Linked DNA regions of Sus scrofa: region 1 is linked to region 2. Evidence: chromatin contacts called from public Hi-C data. All regions are on one chromosome and are shown on one strand. Each heading gives the region's core, a stretch centred on a gene start, on an enhancer-like site or on the middle of the called end of the contact. The rest is flanking DNA. Distances are from core to core; before and after follow the strand shown.

Region 1 (2,961 bases), core at 389-2,888, 160 kb before region 2:
ACAGGGCACTTAGAATCAAGTCCCGTGCGAGCAGTTGGATGGGTGCAGAGGCCTCGCTTCTGAACTAGACCTCAATCTGCTCCCAGCCGGCCAGCCGCCTGGCTGCTGTTTCTGCTTTGAAGTGAGTGTTTCTTCTGCATGATTCCCTGGGCCCGGATCACACCGGGCCCAGCGGGAGGGAAAGCTCAATTCCCCTACCCATCTGGAAATTCAAATGAAAGGATGGAAAATTCTGACCATTCTCAGGGCTTCAGCTGGAAATCCCTACTAGGTTTTCACTCTCATAAAAGAGCATTCAAGCAAAACTCTTTGGGTCTTCTGTTGTTTCTGCAAGGTCTTTTCCCAGAGAGCCGCTGGCCTGATAGGAATGTGCTCCTGCCCACCGGCAGGTTGGATGGTCTCAATCGAAGTTTGGAAAGTTGGCTTCGTGCATTTTGGGGAGCCTCTCCTGGAACACACGATGTCCCTCTCCTCACTCTCCGCTGGAGTCTTTGTTGCTCAAAAGAATAACCACGGGCCTGCTGAAAGGCTCAGACGAGACCGACTGCTCAGCCTGGGCCCTGGAGGGAGCTCCGGGTGAACATGTGTCTGTCCCCGTGTGTGTGTGTGCGTGTGTGTGTGTGTGCGCACTTCAGTTTTAACATCAGCGTTCAGACATACAGCATCCCCCCAAGTTTTCACCTCCTGTTTTCTTACCTTTATACTCGGAGTCCGATGAGGCGTTGCTGCCACTTTTGTCCAGCTTGTCTCTAAAGTCCTCCCCGGCCTTGGCCGTAAGACGGCCCCCAGGCTCAGGAGCGGCCGGCTGCCCGCTGCTAGAGTAGGGTGCACAGGCCGCGAGTGGTTTGCAGTCAGCAAGGATGTCCCTGATCAGAAAGGAGGAGGTCACGGTGCGAGACTGGGCTGGGGCCGAGAGCTGCCCAGGCTGCAGGTGGGAGTCCAAACCTGGGCCCGATGCCCCGCCAGGCCGTGGGGCCACCGTCTCCAGACAGTCCCTTCCTGGCGAGGCTGGTGAAGAGCAATCGCTGCTGCTCTCCGAGCGCGGACTCAGCTCCAAGGGCGAGCGGCAGTCCCCGAGCAAGGGGTCCCCCTTGGGAAGGGCGGGGCTGCCCGCTCGGTGGGAGAGAATGGAGTCGATCCCAAAGCCATTGGAGCCTTCCATAGCCAAGCTGCGACCTGTCCTCCCCAAAAGCTCCCCACCCACCCCCAACCCCAGCCGCCGCTGCCCCTGCCCCTAGCTGCGGGCTGGCATGGGGAAGGCGGGCAGGGAGCCTGCGGGCACCTTGGACGGAGTTCAGCCTTGGGGGAGCCTGGGAGCTCTGGGCCAACCTCCTCTGCGCATTAGATCCAAAAGGGCTCAGCGCGTCTTCTGCAGCATCGCGCCGAGCCGCCGAGCCGAGGGGGGGTGGTGGGAGTGTCAGGGAGAAATGGGAGGGAGGGTGCGCCAAGTTGGGGAGAGCAAAGGGGGAGACGGACGGCCTGAGCTCCCCTTTGGCACAGAAGAGAGGCGAGGATGTTGGAATCTAAATAAAGAAGGGCTTTTAAAAAGTCCAAACCGCGCGCTTCCTCCAGGCGAGCGGTGGCCGAGGGCGGCAGGGTCAGCACCGCGGAGAGCAGCGGGCCCGAGCGGCGCTACCAGCCGGCGGAACGGAGCGCACCTGGCGGCGTCAGCACCGCGGAGAGCGGCGGCGGCGGCGGCCCCCGGCGCATGACGCTCCACCTGGCCGCGAAGGTCCTCTCTCCGCGCTCTCACCGCTCCGGGGGCCCGTCAGCACCGTGGACAGCGCCTCCGGGCTCCAAGGTTGCCGCTCTCAGCCCTTCCTCCGCGCGCGCCTTCGCCTCCCCCCTTCCTTTAAAAAATGAACTTGTGTCACTTTTACTTTGGGGCTGGGGTATTTTTTTTTTGTTTCTTTTTTTTTTTCGTTATGTTGTGTGTGTGTGTGTGTGTGTGTGTGTGTGTGTGTTTTAAAGGGGACTCGCCCACGTGTCCCCGGAGTGATGACGCTGATTGGCTCCGGCCGATTTTGGGGGTGATGTCACGGCTCCGCAAGCCGCTGCCCGATTCCTTTCAGTTTGATTAAAAGAGACACTGAATTAATTACAGCACAGACCCAACTGTTTACCGGCGATTTCCACACGGTTTGCTTTCATTAGGCCGGTGATGAGGCTCCTAACGAGGTGATTAGCCGAGGGGGGTACAGGCTGGTGGGGAGGGTCCGGAGCCCGACTGCCACTGCCGTTGGGTTGGGCTGTGCGGTTTTTGAAGTTTTCTCCTACACTTTCCCACAGTTATTCAAATTATTCATCCGCCGGGGTGTCACAGACTCCCTTTTCTGCTCCCTCCTTACCTCCGCCCCCCCCCAACCCCGCTGTTTTTCTTCCTCCAGCAAGAGGAAGGGATGCAACCCAGCAGAAAAAGAACTGTACTGTGGAGAAGAGGTGTTTATTGGTTACATTGTTTCCGTTGGGTTCTAAATGTTTTTTTTCCGCGTAGGAAAATTTGCAGCCCTCTCCCTGACCTCTTTGGACCCTGCGGGCCTGAAGGGGTGGGGAAAGCCTGGCGTTTGCTCCTAGAAGGAGCCGGAATGGTGGCTTCCTCGTGGGGCGAGGGTGGAGAATGTGGAGAGATGCTAGGGGGACGCCGAGAAATCCGTGTGGCCGAGGGAAGGCAACGCAACGGACCCAGCCCAGCCGAGAGCCTCTCCTGCAGAGCGTGTCCGGGGTCGCGTGTTTCCCTGCCTCTGAACAGGAACACGAGAGCGCTTCCGAGCGCGAGTGTAGACGTCCGCGAACGGCTTCTCGTTTTGCGCGGAGCCGAAGCTCGCCCGCAGATTTGCTTTCAAAGCAGCGGTGGTAACACAGTCTTTTCAATGTGAATGCCTCACTCCCCCAGCCCCTCCCCAACTCCGCCACAGTGCTGGAGTCCCGCGCCTTTCAGGATTCCGCCTCCGGTGTCCGCCG
Region 2 (3,060 bases), core at 312-2,811:
AGCTCCTGGCCTTCAGATAAATAACGGTGACTGAATCCATGGTTATGACCTGCGCCTTCCACCGCGGGTGTCTGGGGAACTGCGCGTATTTTTAGAGACACACTGCCCTCCAGTGGCTAAAGGTAAAATTGCTCCGTGACCAGCTTTCCAAGCGCCAAACCTCAAGACTTTTCCTGGGGCCTGGGGAAGGCGTGTCGATGCGACGCAACAACCCCGAAACGTTGCTCGGGTGAGGGCTTGTGAAATCAAAGAGGAGGTGAATAGTTGGAAACCGCAGCTCCCTCACTCGAACGTGCCAGTAGGCGCCCTAGGGCAGAGATTCGCACTTTTTCCCTCTGAGGGTCGTAATTCTGGATAACAGTATGATTGGGTGGAAATTAAGGTGTGAAGGGACGCTTCCAAGAGAGATATCGAACGCTTGCCGCCAGAGAGCAGCCCAGGCGTGCAGGAAGAAGAGGAGAGGAAGCCTGCACCCTGAGAGGGCTGGCGGGTGATAAGGACATAATTGGATGCTGCTACCTGTCACCACGTGGGTTGACCCTGGGCAAATACATATGCAAATAGCAGCAGCCAACGTGGAGGGCTTCCGATGTGCCAGGGGTCCGGCAGGGATTACCCTATGCAATATTCACGATCACTCTCTTTTATGAGGGCCATTATCATCCCACTTCACGGATGAGGAAACTGAGGCTTACTGAGGTGATCTGGCCTGCCCATGACCGCATGGGTCCAAGTCCATCTGGACCAGAGCTGGATTTTCCGAAGCCGCGCTCGGACAGCAGCGGTGGGGCCCGGCCAGGACGGATGGAAACCCCCGGCCGCGTGGGTACCCAGTAAGGGGGCGAGCGCAAGAGGGTGTTGGGCGTGGGGACAGCTCACCTTGACGATGAGAGGGTTCTGAAACATGGAATCCCTCACGACCCCCAGCCTATCGTTCTCCATGCCCGGGCGGATGTCGGCCACCGTTAGGGGCCGCCGCGGGGGCGGGCAGATCTGGCTGACTGTGCGGCGCACCGGCGGCTTCTTCTTCCATCTCATGAGGTCCTGGCTGGAGCTCCGGCCTCTGGCATCCTGGGGGTCGCGGAGAGTCGGCCCGCGGGCTGGATCGGGCGCGCTTTCCAGCTGGGTGGCGGGCGTGGAGTTCCGAAGGGCACTCCGCAGGTCCTGGGACGCACCACCCGGCCCCGGGGTGGACACCGGGCGCTGGGCCCCCTTCGGAGCGAGGCGCACTCACATCGCGCCGCCCCCTCTTTGCAAGGAGCTCTAAAATCTACATAAGCCCCTCTGGTTCCTGAGAGCGTCTTCTGGGCACCGAGCTGCGGTTTGGAAAAGAAGCGAAAATCAAAACCACCCCTTGAGAAAGAATGGAACGGTCCGTCTCGATGGCGACGGGACGCCAACGGCGCTGGAACGCTTTTGGTGGTTTTACTTTTAGGAAACTTATTGGTGGCCTACATAGAGGTCTTGTTTTCGTAAACAGCTCTGAGAAAAACCCAAGCATCACCACTGGACCGTGTTAAAAGCTACAGGGCTCTAGAAGGACTTTACCCTTGACTTTCATTTACCCCGACACCACTCACTGCCCTTCCCGCTTCTCCCTGCGCCACACGCGCGCGCTGCGGCAAAGAGCGCTACATATTTCCAGACGAATAGAGATCCGAATTCCAGGTCTAATATGACTGTTAATGCACTGGGTGTCTCAAATTAGTCACCTCTGTCCTCAGTGTATTCTTCTGTGAAACGGGTAGGGAGGAAAGTCGAGTTGGACGAAATCTAAGGCATCCCACTCTGAGCCGCAGAATAGAGGGACGTTGAAAAAATACAGATTCACTGAATCAGAATATCTGGAAAGGTTTCTGGGAATCTGCATTTTTAAAAATCTCCTCCCTCCTCTTCGGATTTTTTTTTTTTTTTTTTTTTTTTGTCTTTCATCTTTTGAGGGCCACACCTGCAGCATATGGAGGTTCCCAGGCTAGGGGTCTAATTGGAGCTAAGCTGCAGGCCTATGCCAGAGGCACAGCAACACCAGATCTGAGCTGCGTCTGCGACCTACACCGCAGCTCACAGCAACGCCGGATCCTTAACCCACTGAATGAGGCCAGGGATGAGACTGCAACCTCATGGTTCCTAGTTGGATTCATTTCTGCTGAGCCACGATGGGAACTCCTTTTTTTTTTTTTTTTTTAATATTCAAAGCTACAGCAACTTTGGAAGAAGAGTATAATGAAAGCCCATATAGACTTCAGCTAGATTCACTGGTATTTAGTGTCTACCACATTCTGTGTGTGTGTATGTGTGTGTGTGTGTGTACATGGATGCACATGTATATATTGCTGAATCATTTTGAAAATAACTGCAGACAGTATCATATTTGACCCTAAATATGTGTATCTGCCAAGAACAAGGAACTTGTACAGACCACAGTACTATTATCATGTCTATGGATTTTATTATGAGACAATAAAATAGCTCCTGAAATGCAGTCCGTATGCAAAGTTGGGAATCTGCACTTTTTAAGAGCTTCCCAGGGGATGGAATGCAGTGTTTTGGGAACAACTAGCCTGGATGATCTCTAGTCTACCTCCTAGTTCCAACCTTTTGTGGGGTCATTTACCCAATCACCATCTTCATTAAATGTGCAAATATCAATGAAATAAAGCCATTTGCAGCAACATGGATGGACCTAGAGAGTCTCACACTAAGTGAAGTAAGCCAGAAGAGAAAGGCAAATATCATGTGATATCGCTTATATGTGGAATCAAAAAAAAAAAAAAAAAAAAAAAGGAGTTCACTGGTGGTGCAGCGGGTTAAGCATCCAGCACTGTCACTGCAGCAGCTTGTTGCAAGTTTGGTTCCTGGCCTGGGGACTTCCACATGCTGTGGGTGCAGCCAAAATAAATAGATAAATTTTTAAACATATCAATGAACATATATACAAAACAGAAAGAGGCCCACGGACATAGAAAACAAACTTATGGTTGCCAAGGGGGGAAGGGGAGTAAGGAGGGATAGATTAGGAGTTTGGGATTAACAAATACCCACTACTGTGTATCAAATAGA

The links. A called contact is a pair of places that touch in the nucleus more often than the background predicts.
Region 1: a Hi-C map of epiblast stem cells shows a contact between it and region 2, with 2.7 times the contacts expected there. The contact joins the promoter of BARHL1 here to the promoter of CFAP77 in region 2. A contact is called at or near these places in 6 of 47 Hi-C or Micro-C datasets (brain, embryonic fibroblasts, epiblast stem cells and 2 more).

The regions. Positions count from the first base shown.
Region 1 is chr1:272,371,802-272,374,762 of Sscrofa11.1, reverse strand. It overlaps BARHL1 (barH-like 1 homeobox protein), which reads right to left and starts at 1,638. Exons shown (of 3, transcript XM_001929435.5): 1 at 697-1,638. The coding sequence starts at 1,162.
Region 2 is chr1:272,215,082-272,218,141 of Sscrofa11.1, reverse strand. CFAP77 (cilia- and flagella-associated protein 77) reads right to left here and starts at 1,561. Exons shown (of 7, transcript XM_021085476.1): 1 at 1,549-1,561; 2 at 880-1,229. The coding sequence starts at 1,561.